Linked DNA regions of Zeugodacus cucurbitae: region 2 is linked to region 1. Evidence: chromatin contacts called from public Hi-C data. All regions are on one chromosome and are shown on one strand. Each heading gives the region's core, a stretch centred on a gene start, on an enhancer-like site or on the middle of the called end of the contact. The rest is flanking DNA. Distances are from core to core; before and after follow the strand shown. Region 1 holds the start of LOC105221652. Region 2 holds the start of LOC105221650 (probable cytochrome P450 6a14).

What was found. A called contact is a pair of places that touch in the nucleus more often than the background predicts.
Region 2: a Hi-C map of whole body shows a contact between it and region 1, with 6 times the contacts expected there. The contact joins the promoter of LOC105221650 here to the promoter of LOC105221652 in region 1. A contact is called at or near these places in 2 of 2 Hi-C or Micro-C datasets (both in whole body).

What each region holds. Positions count from the first base shown.
Region 1 is chr2:2,436,140-2,441,864 of idZeuCucr1.2, forward strand. It overlaps LOC105221652, which reads right to left and starts at 3,599. Exons shown (of 7, transcript XM_011198787.3): 1 at 3,315-3,599; 2 at 3,069-3,241; 3 at 2,243-2,980; 4 at 1,949-2,182; 5 at 1,448-1,892; 6 at 31-1,383. The coding sequence starts at 3,354.
Region 2 is chr2:2,593,096-2,598,820 of idZeuCucr1.2, forward strand. It overlaps LOC105221650 (probable cytochrome P450 6a14), which reads right to left and starts at 2,686. Exons shown (of 3, transcript XM_054234130.1): 1 at 2,574-2,686; 2 at 1,358-2,511; 3 at 630-1,299. The coding sequence starts at 2,453. The coding sequence ends at 884.

The sequences.
Region 1 (5,725 bases), core at 2,349-4,848:
GCTGTGCTCATTAAATATATATGTATTTACCTTGACCCATCTCGATGCCACCGTGAGTTATAACTACAGTGCCATCCGCATGATATATAGCTACGGTAGCTGCAAATTGTCCAACCAAATTGACAGGGAACTCCATTATGGCCAAGCCAAGTCCACGCTTAACCCAACGATTATTAGCATTGAATGTAGCGATTTCAGTTCGGCGTTGTCGGTATTCAGTTGACTGTAAAAACCGCGGTAATAACTCAACCATTTTATTTCCTGGCTTTAAATTGATTAGGCGTGCGTCTGCGGGATCTATGTTTGCCTCGAATGCCATATGCTCTAAAATGTTCTCTATCATTGCAATTCCTTCTACCGATCCCGGTGCGCGACACCAAGCTGAACTCGGTGCATCGGTGATGACTGCCTGTCCGAACACCTTTGAATTTGAGTCATTTAGTTCATAACAATTTCTAGATGTTAATAGCGTAAGATCATCGGTGGGATTCTCATTCGAGTTACATCCTGCATCCTCGTAATATGTATTTGTGAATCCTACAATTTTACCGTTACTTTTGATGTGGAACTCATAATCAGAGCGACAACCCCAACGCTTGCCATTTGAGTTCATCATCGACTCGATGGACTGTACGAATCGCGCCGGTCGGTTGAGTTTGTAGGCGACTAGAGAAGCCGCACAGGCCACTTGGTTGCCACGTGAGATTTTTGCACCGTACGCGCCACCAAGTCGGCGCACCTTTAACTGCACAGCATTCGTTGAAATTTTCAACATTTTCGCAATTACACATTGTGTGTGGTCCATCCATTGTGTTGCGCTCCAAACTTGCAAGCCATCCTCAAACGGTATAGCCACGGTGGTTTGCGGTTCCATTGTAAAATGATATTGTCCACCCATTTCGAAAATGCCTCTAGCTGAAATGTCTGGCTGATCTGATAGTTGTATATCTTTCGAGCAAGAAGCTGTATTTTCTTTGATCCGTTCCGATGCCTGTGCTTCAAAAACATCTTTCATTGTTGGAAAAATCCCTGAGCTTGGACGATTGCTATAAATAACCTTAATCTTTGAAGCAGCATTTTTGGCAATGTCACTGGTCAGTGCTACAACAACGCCTAACGGCTGTTCGTAATATTTAACAGGACCACTGCAGAATATTTCTTCGAGTTCATATTGAAATATTGGATCACTAAAACTGTTTATGCCGGGTATGTCTTTGGCTGTATAAAAGGCGACAACGCCCGTCATGGCCAAAGCTTCCGATGAGTCGATCTGTTCAATGTGGGCACCCACCCTGGTGGCATTGGCGAATGCACAGAAGACGGCGTTAGAAGTTGTGAGTGTGTCATCCATATAAGTGGCTTCTCCAGAGCACTGGATCAAACCTAAGGTTTAAAAATATTTGGTTTATAGTTTAAGAAAAAAATGTAATTTTGCAATTTTGCATACCATCGAGTTTCTGTACTGGTTGTGTTATGGGATAATTTTTTTCTATTGTCTCAAAAGTTTGCATGCCGGATGAGAGTGGTCGCCTTAGAATGTCCGCACCACTTCTGTACTCAGGTTTCACCTTATCTGCAGGTGCAAGCTTTAGCAAAGTTTTGTAAAAGAGTCCACATGCCAGTGCCCTACGGTAGCCCGGTGAGGGCTCCGGTAGTACTTCATCAGGCAGCACTTCATTATTTAAAGTGACAAATACCCTGGTCAAAATCTCTTTGTCAAATATATTTTGATTTACTAAGCATGCTTCGGTGGCATAAGCGTGCACGAAATCGGGACGGATGCCACCGAAGCAAATGCGAGCCGAGTTAACTACACCCCAAGAAGTCACGTCCATGTCAAGTAAAAAGGCAGCATTCACGAAGGCATGCGCGTTTTGTGCCCGTGGTGTGATCTGAAATTAATACCAATATATTGAAAATCATATTGAGGACCCATTAAGGCAATTACTTTGTAAGAGTGGTAAATGAACCTGCCCTTTAGGTATGCTCTCAGCTCAAATGCAATGACCACAGCTTTATTGAACGATTGTTTGAGATATTCCAGCAGGGGCATGGTTTTCGGCTGCGCTGCAGGCTCCTGAATAACAATCTGCGCATTGAGTGCCTCAAATGAGAGAAAAACATCCGAGGGGAACTCTGGGTGCATCTTCTTTATGCTGATATTGCCCGCAAGTGTGCCTGTCTGCAAAACAGTTCTTGGTTAATAACAGTTTAATATGTCCAAATCCAATTAGGTCCTTACATTGCGCACAGGTATGTTCGCGATCAAATCGAAATGTTGCCACAACTGCTGACAATACTCGAAGCCCGGACGCTGAGACATTTTTTGGAAAATCTCAATAGCTTCGTTGAGGCTCAAGTTGGCGCCCAATGTGAGTTTTTCGCCGACAATGGAATGCTGTTTCAATTCCGGCACCGCATGCAAGTCGATAAAGTGCTTGATACCCGGGGGTCGTCTGTAGACGCCATGTGCAGTATTTCCTGCCACCAACATGTACTGATCGTTGCCCACTTTACCTAGTGCATTGAAAACATCAGCGAGTGATCGAGGCCAATACCAATAAGTGCCATTCTCGTAGGCCAGCATAGCTAGGGGCTTTTGACAGCTCCTCGCACATTGTCCACCCGCCATGGGACAAACGACAAATTCGAAGTCCTCAATGTCATCGCAGCAGCCGGGAACTTCAATATTGCTGTCGATGGCAAAGGATTTCATGGCATCCAATATCGGCCGATAACCGGTGCAGCGGCAAATGTTGCCACCGAACGAGTTCTCCACTTCCTCCATGGTGACTCTACCGCCCTTAGATTCAAGCAGTCCATACATATTCATCACCATAGCGGGCGAGCAAAAGCCACACTGAGTGCCGTTCAGCTTCGCCAAGCGCTTTTGAATCGGATGATAGCCATCTCGTTTATTGCCGATGCCCTCGACGGTGGTGATTTGCCAATCCGTGCAGGTATTCAGTAGAGTCAAGCACTGCGAATGAGTACAGAAAATCCATTCTCAAAAGCTCTTGCATACATACATTTGTGTGTGTATGCTTATTACTCTCAAATTCACTTACTGAGTTGACGGCCCAAGTGCGTGTTTCGCCGCTCGCCGGATGCTTGCCCCTAACGACGCAGATACAAACGCCACAGCCGCCCTCCAGACACATGAATTTCGTTCCTGTCAGCTGGGCATGCTCACGCAGAAATGTGTTCAGCGTTATGTCCACCGGCAAGCTGCTCAAGTCCACTATAACGACCCAAACAGAATCAAAGCTTTGCCACATATGGCAAGTCAGAAAGCAGCCATTGTGCTAACTTACCGTCATAGGGCGTGTCATTGATGACAAAACTGGTAGTCATTTGTGCGTTGGATTCAAATAACAAATCAGTTTGGCGTCAAAATATTTTCACTCTGTGCGAAGCAGACGATAAAGGCTGAACTAGTAGATAATAGATATATGCTTTTTTTGCTTTGACCGTTGCGCTTCTAGCGCTAGAGATAAACCGCACTGTTCGGCGTTAGCTGAGCGACTAGCAAGCACCGCCGCTCATACACCGTTGCCAGCCACAACGCGATCGGTACCTATGCACGAGCGCTTTGTTTACTTCTGAAATTGGAGACGGTGTCTAATGCTGGTTGTAATGCAATAATTGCCGCTAGATCGAGTGATCGCTCTCGTGTTAATAGTGCATTCGCTCATAAAAAAATGAAAACCTGTTCTCTCAAATTATATTGCCAGTTCAACTAATCATTTATACTGTCTGAAAACAATTTGGTAAAACTTGTACGGTAGCTTGTTTATCAGCTCCAATATGGGCTAACAAAATTCGGTGCATTTCTCAGCATTTGAATAGAAAATATTTGTGTTAAGTTTGTGCTTAAAAAATTGCCGCATTTGAAAGTCACAAAGGTACATACGAATACAAAATCTGGAGAATATGCTACTAAATCTGAAAAAGCCATGTATCACCTATGTGTTTAGTGGCCGTTTAACTATTCTGGACCATAGCTGATTGCCGGTGGAATCCGAATTACTTGGAAATAAAAAAATATTGCCTAGGTCCATGTCAACAGCACCCATTTAACAAACTGAATGTTACTCGAATAAATCTTAGAGTTAGAATAGATGCTAACGTTGGACACAATTCTTAAAATCTTACACTATCTGAGATTTGTCATAATTGCGCTTTATGAAAAAAAAACACACATTTGCGAAAATAATTGTTACACAGATGGAAATAACAGTAAAAGCAAACAACTTAAGTAAACGAGTAGAAAATGTAATTCCCAGAGCATTAAGAGAAGAAAAACGAAGCTACCAAATTATTAGGAATTTGCTATTATGCCCCCGATTGTATGTATGTATGTTTGTGTGTGTGTAAACGAGTGCTTACAGCGAACGATCGTAGGGCGGATAACGAGCATTTGTCTGGTCGCGTTTCCGTTCTCCAACGATGAGGGAAGTCAACATGAAGTGAACAGTCGGAGAGCGACGCAAAAGCGAGCACTAAAAATGCAATAAAAGCATGGAATTTATGCATTTCTTGGAACATTACCATAATACACTTTATACATACATACAAACACAAATAGTATATATTATACTCGTACATATGTACATATGTATATGCAAAAGTACAAGGAGCCACAGCAAGTACGACAAAAAGCAAGCGGGGTGCACAAAAGCAAAGCGAAAAAAGCGAATAAAAACCATTTAAAAGTAAGCACAGTAAGCCAATTTGCGGCAAAAGCGCATGCAATGAGCGCTAAACGGGAGAATTCTACTTTGAAGGTAAACAAATGCGAAATTCTTAGAGGGCGAGCAATGAAAGGCCGTCGTAAATGTGGAAAAAAATGCAAGGGCAGCGAAGGTATGGTAAAAATACGCGGCGCTTGATAATCAATTATAGGTAGAGTACTCACTGGGAGCTATGAGGTTTCGTAGTAAAAGCTAAAAATAGTTACTTCAAATCCGAATAGCGATAGACAAGGCAGAGAAGTCGTGGCGTGTCAGCTAAGCATAACATCAATGTTTCGTGCATTTGGTTAGGACTCCCTAGGGTTCCCTTGCAAATGTGTGCATTCTCGCATACTCGTAAATCGTTTATACATATGTATATTTGCTGAATGTTGATTGCCTGATTGCTTTTTATGCTTTCAGTCCGCACATCAATACGAAAGTCGGCCAATGCGGCTTTTTGCAGCAAAATGTTGCATTCCACGCATGCTAGCGGTCGGGAATACTGCAGACCACCGCGGCGTCTCATTTGTATTGCAACTTTTCCAACGCTTTGCCTTGTTATATTTGAAATTTTTATACAATTTTATGCAAATAAAGTTGAAACTGCGAAGAAATTGGCAGCGTTTACCGCAATGCATGCTAAAGTTATACAACAACAAAAGCCAGCAAATCGGAAATAGCAAGCATGTATGGTTCATAAACGACTATGCGGATTTGATTTTGGTTTTGTTTTCAGCACGGTCATAAATGCTGAGTAGTGAGGCGGCGAAGAGTTATGGTGTCTCATAGCGGTGCCCTACGACTTCTAACATACTGCTACTTCGAATGTCTGCAGCTCAATAAAAACTACACTATATTGTCTAGAGCAGTGACTCATTCATAAACCCAGAGACGATGATTATTTTCCACCACAAACGGGTCTACGTGGAAACTGAGCTTGAAGATTCCGGATTATCCATTCAGGTTCCTGTATGTGATATATTGAACAA
Region 2 (5,725 bases), core at 1,436-3,935, 160 kb after region 1:
TAAACACCTTCATATTTACATATGAACTGAGTTGTTTACTTATTTTTTAACGTTGTTTGTCTTTGTTTTTCTTTTGTTTCTATATTAATTTACTAAATAAAGTTATTGATGAAAGAATCGGCATCGGTTTTATAAACCTTCGGCATCGGCACCGGCCGATTCTTTACCAACTGGCCGATTAATCGGCATCGGCCAAAAATTTGGTATCGGTCGGACACCAGGTATTAAGTACACCGTATCGCTACATTTCTTATCGAACGAAATCACTGAAGAGAAGCAAAGCTGAGAGAGAAATTATAGAGAGTGACACACTCTGAAACCTCACCGACTGCGTAAACGCTTAACTAATCAACCTCCATAAAGAAATCGCTGGAATATTGGAAAAGTACTCCCCCGGGCTCTCTCTCTCTCTATATCGCTCTCTCTCTATCTCTATCTGTAGAACATATCAAGACAATCTAGATTCTAGAAATTCGAAGTAGTAGCTGGCGAAAATATAGCGATGCAGGTAAATTTAAAACTGCTTGAAATTAACGCAACACAGTTGGCAATGACAGTACAAATATGTAAATATCGCACATTCCGTTCCATTGCGAGGTGTAGTGTCATATTAATCACCCGATTTGGCATGAAAATGATAATGTATAATTAGACAATTATATTTGTTAATATATGCATACATTCATTGTTTTTATTACCTTCGCCATATTCGCTTATAAATTTTATCAACCACAAAATAAATGCTACCAATATTAAAAACTAGTTATTTGTTCTCTTTGCAAAGCAATATCATTAAAAATATTCAACTGATTTTTATAAACCTTCCAACAAAAATTATATATTTCTGAAAAATTGCCGACACAATATAGCTGCCTATTGGCACCTAAACGCGTTCCACGCGTAAGTAGATGCCATTCTGGGCTTCTATGACGAAATTGCGCTTGCTCAGCACAATGGGAACTTCGGTGCGTGCGGAACGGCTGAACTTGTAATCGCGTAGCAAGTGTATGAGTCCCACCTTCGCTTGCATTTTGCCGAAACGCAGGCCGATGCAGTTGCGTGGTCCGTCGCCGAAGGGAAAGAAGGCGCAGCCATGACGCTTCTCTGCGTGTTCTGTATCGAAGCGTGAGGGGTCGAATCGATCTGGGTCAGGGAAGATTTCGGGATCGTGGTGTATAGCATCCACAGGAATTACTACAGTGGTGCCCTTCTCCAAGACCAGTGACGAATTGGGAACGCGATAATCGCTGGTAGCTGTGCGCACAAGATGAGGCAGTACGGTGTATTTGCGTAGAGTTTCTGTTCGGTGAATAATGCATTTAAGTTATTTCTTCAATAAAAAGTGTAATTGACATACCGTTCAAAACTTTATCCAAATATGACATCTCCTTTAAAGCTTCGTATGTGACATTGTTGTTGTGAGCATTCAATACTGATACAATTTCTTCACGTAGTTGATCTTGTATCTTAGGATTTATGGCCAGTTCGTAGAGGCAGAAAGACATTGTAGTCGATGAGGTGTGGAAACCGGCGATAAAGAAGACAAAAGCCTGCGCTGCCATCTGCAGCAGAGTCAAGCCCTGCGATACATCTATGCCTTCATGCTTTGCCGCCGCTTCTTGATCCTCGGCCATCATATCGATCAGCATATCCATGAAGTCATTTCGCTTCACCTTGTTCTTAATTCGATACTCGACGGTGTTACGCACAGCGTCAATGAAGAACTCACTCACTTCGTCATTGAACAACTTGCAGCGCAGTTTGCGCGCGAGCTTCGGATTGAATAATATTAGCGCCTGTACGAGTTGCGAGTGACGTGGCTTCTCGAAAATAGATCGACCATATCTGCGAAAATCGGCGTTTGGATCCGACAGGCTGTTGCAATCTATACCAAAGGCACATGTGCCGATCACGTCGGTGGTGTAACGTGCGCTGAGTTCTTTCACTTCGAATTCTGGCGCCAACTGACCACAGGTACGGCTGAGATTCTCCGCCACCGCCACCACTGTGGGGTACATGAATTTCATTTTTCCCGAGGTAAAAACGGGTGTCAACTTATTACGCATGCAACGCCACTCTTCACCCTCAAGTGTGAGCAAATGCCCCGTGAGCGGTTCATCACGTACATTATTGAATATGCCGCGATCGTGAAAACTCGAGAAATCCTTGATGAGTATATGCTTGATCAAATCCAGATCCACAACGAACGCCCCGCGCAAAAAGAACATATATATTCCGCCAATTGGTGCGCCATCGCGCTTGTAGCGTTTATAAAGTCTCGAGTTTATATCCCGAAAGTGAAACTCACGCCCGATACCCTTCATGTTGCCGAGTCCATATATAGGGTCCTCCTGGGGAATACCACGGCGCGCCCAATAGCTATAATGGTTGTGCAAGTACAGCAGCAACAAAGCCACGACGACCAGAGCAAAGGAGAGGACGGCGTACGACATTTCGAAATGCGAATGACTAAATACGTATATTTTTAGATATCACAAATTGTATGCACCGCTATATGAAAAACGATTAAATGATTTACGAACATCAACCGACTGATTGTGAATGAAATTTACCCGTGTTTACTCAAACACTTTTAGACTCCCGCAACACACAAAACGAACTGTTTGCCGGCAAGGCTACTGCGTTTTATGAATATAAATAAACACTTTCGCTCTCTCGTATTTTCGTAGATAAGACCCGGTGCGTATATGTATACCGAGATACTCGCGCAGAAACATATTTCTATATGAATGTGTGTACTTAATTGAATAAAGTTTATTCGATCAGGTTTATTTACAAACAATAACGAGTAACGGCAAGGCAAGCGGAGCGGAGATTTGCTGAACAGCGAACAAAACAAGATAAGAGAATGCGAGAGAAGTGAGTGAGTATGTAATTACTGCAAGAGAAATTTGATCGCTGAACGAACGCACGATTAAAGCAATATGAAACACTCTCCACACACAGTGGTGTGAACTCACCTCTACTACGGCGCTCTGAGTATTATTAGAAGTGCAAAGTGTACAGTGCCATAGAATTTATTATTTTCGACGTTCGAAACTGCAAAAGCTCGCGTCATATGGAATGAATGTCTGTGAAATAAGAATATTTGTTATGTTCCTTTTTTTACTTTACTCAACAAAGAGCTTTTACAAGATTAACGATTTAATTTACTTTTTCTTTTGTATAGTTATTACCATATACTAATGAAAACAGTTATGTACGACATGTATATAAACGAAAATTAGATGACTCAGGCATGAAAACCTTTTAGGAACTTGTAATTGTTCGCTTGCCAAGTTTAAATTACTGAAAAGACAAAGCGGGGTTCTGCTGGAAGCCATTGCGGGCACATTAGAATTATTGATGGACTTGTGCAAATTGCTCAAATAAATATGAAAATCCATTGTTTAATTGAAATTATACACAAACAAAGGAAAACGGTGAGTGGGTGCGAAGAGATAGGCAGGGTGTGTGGAAATTCAATTAAAGACACAATTTGCCAAACCTCTGGCAGTGTGTATGTGCTGTGGTCATGAATTGTCTTCATAAAAGGTGCTGGCGAATTGAATGTGTGCATTACATAATCGTATTAATAATTTACGAGGCATGACCAGTAGGTGTATTGAACACATTCAGTAGCACCCACACTGCCACCAACTCAACATCCTTTCTTGCTGCTGCTAAATAAGCGTTGTGTGTTGCTTATGAGCTTGGCTGTCATATATTTGATTGCTGACATCGCACTACAACTACAACTATAACGGCAACTCACAAAGCAGCCTCAAGTAAGAATACTAAATTTACGCGCAGAATTTATGACGCCTTCTTTTTCCAAGCACACCAAAAAAGCTTTCAACCAAAAACAACTCGGCTTATGCATCTGCTATAAAAAATTGTTCTATAGAATGACCGTCAACTTTGATGGACTGCACGCTGTGACTAACTGTTCTCTTTGACAGCTGCGCTGCCAGTTTTCCTGACGAAATCAGTCAACTTGTCGCACAGACTAATGTGCTGCCGTCTTTAATTCCCGCTAAGGAGCTGAGCAATTTTTCAACAAAAAAATCATCATCCGGAATTTATCATAAACTCGATTACAATAAGCTTTGGCGCCGTGATTTATGCCCAACAATAGTTTCTAATGTTGTCAATTCCATTTGGCAACATTTCTTCCACACACTTCTAACCGGTTGCAGCGCTTCGAGAGGCTTTTGCTGGTTACATGGGCCTTTTCTGCGCGTGCCGGTATCCACCCAAGCCGGGTGCGCTCACCTACGATTCCGTCATGATGGAGAGCAGTCGCCGCGCTGTCCACTGTTATTAATGCCGCTTTCTGCTCAGCCACTCACTGTTTCTCTTTATGTCTTGTTCTCTTTGTCACTTTTGATTACTTTTTTTCACTTGTGTGGCCAGTTAATCAATTTTTGTTGCTCCTGCAACACTCGCCTTCTCCTTTGTCCTTTCGCCATCAAACCGAGCTCCAACCAACATATTATCATCAGGCGCTTTCTCGCCTATGTTCATGAGAAGATATTATTTACGCACTTATTTTCTCCTCTACTTTTTAGCCTTGAATAGCAATTTAGGATAAAAGTTGGCATTTATTAATTTTATTATTATTTGCACTTCTTTATCCAGGCTTATTGGTGTCGTATACGCATAAACTCCCACACCAAGGTGGTTGTATGAACTTTGGGAGCTATAGTGTGGATCTGTTATTACTTCACTTTGCTGTGCGAGCAGAATCTGAAGAAACGTGGATTTATGTATGGAGATCCCAAGTGTAAACAGGTCGTTCTCCACCTCGTCTTGTAGAGGACTTTACTTTTCAATTGCCCACTCAGTCCATAGTAGCACCTGTTGGCAAGAGTGATCCTGCGCTGGATTTCGAGGCTGACATTGTTGGTGTTGTTGATGCTGGTTCCCAGGTATACAAAATTATCTACGACTTCGCAGTTATGACTGTCAACAGTAACGTGGGAGCCAAGACGCGAGTGCGCTGACTGTTTGTTTGATGACAGGAGATAATTCGTCTTGTCCTCATTCACCTCCATACCCATTCGCTTCGCTTCAATATCATCGGCGTACGCCAGTAGCTGTATACTCTTATTGAAGATTGCACCTTATCTATTTAGTACCTTCTCGTTTGGTAACGAACGGCTCGGAGAGGTCCTTGCCAATCAGGACGGAGCTTTTGGTGTTGCTCAACGTCAACTTATATAGCCGTATTAGTTTCGCGGAGATAAAAAGTTCAGACATCGTGGTGTAAAGTCAGCTCCTTTTCGTGCTGTGAAAAGCAGCTTTAAAATCGACGAAAAGGTGGTGTGTGTCGATCCTCTTTTCACGGGTCTTCTCCAAGATTTGGCGCATGGTGAATATCTGGTCAGTTGTGGATTTTCCAGGTTTAAAGCCATACTGATAAGGTCCAATCAGTTTGTTAACGGTGGGCTTTAGTCTTTCACACAGTACGCTCGATAGAACCTTATAGGCGATATTTAGGAGGCTTATCCCACGGTAATTGGCACAGATTGTGGGAATCGTGGATGTACAAGTCATTAAAATCAAGCGATCACCTGGCCTTCACAGTACGATTTACATAACGTCAAGGAACCTAACAATAAGCCTGATAACTGAACTGTAAATGTAAAGCCGTCGTCTTTGTTTGTATTATATTCCAATTTAATGTAATGTGCATGCCTTAGAATTCTTGGAACCCAAAGGT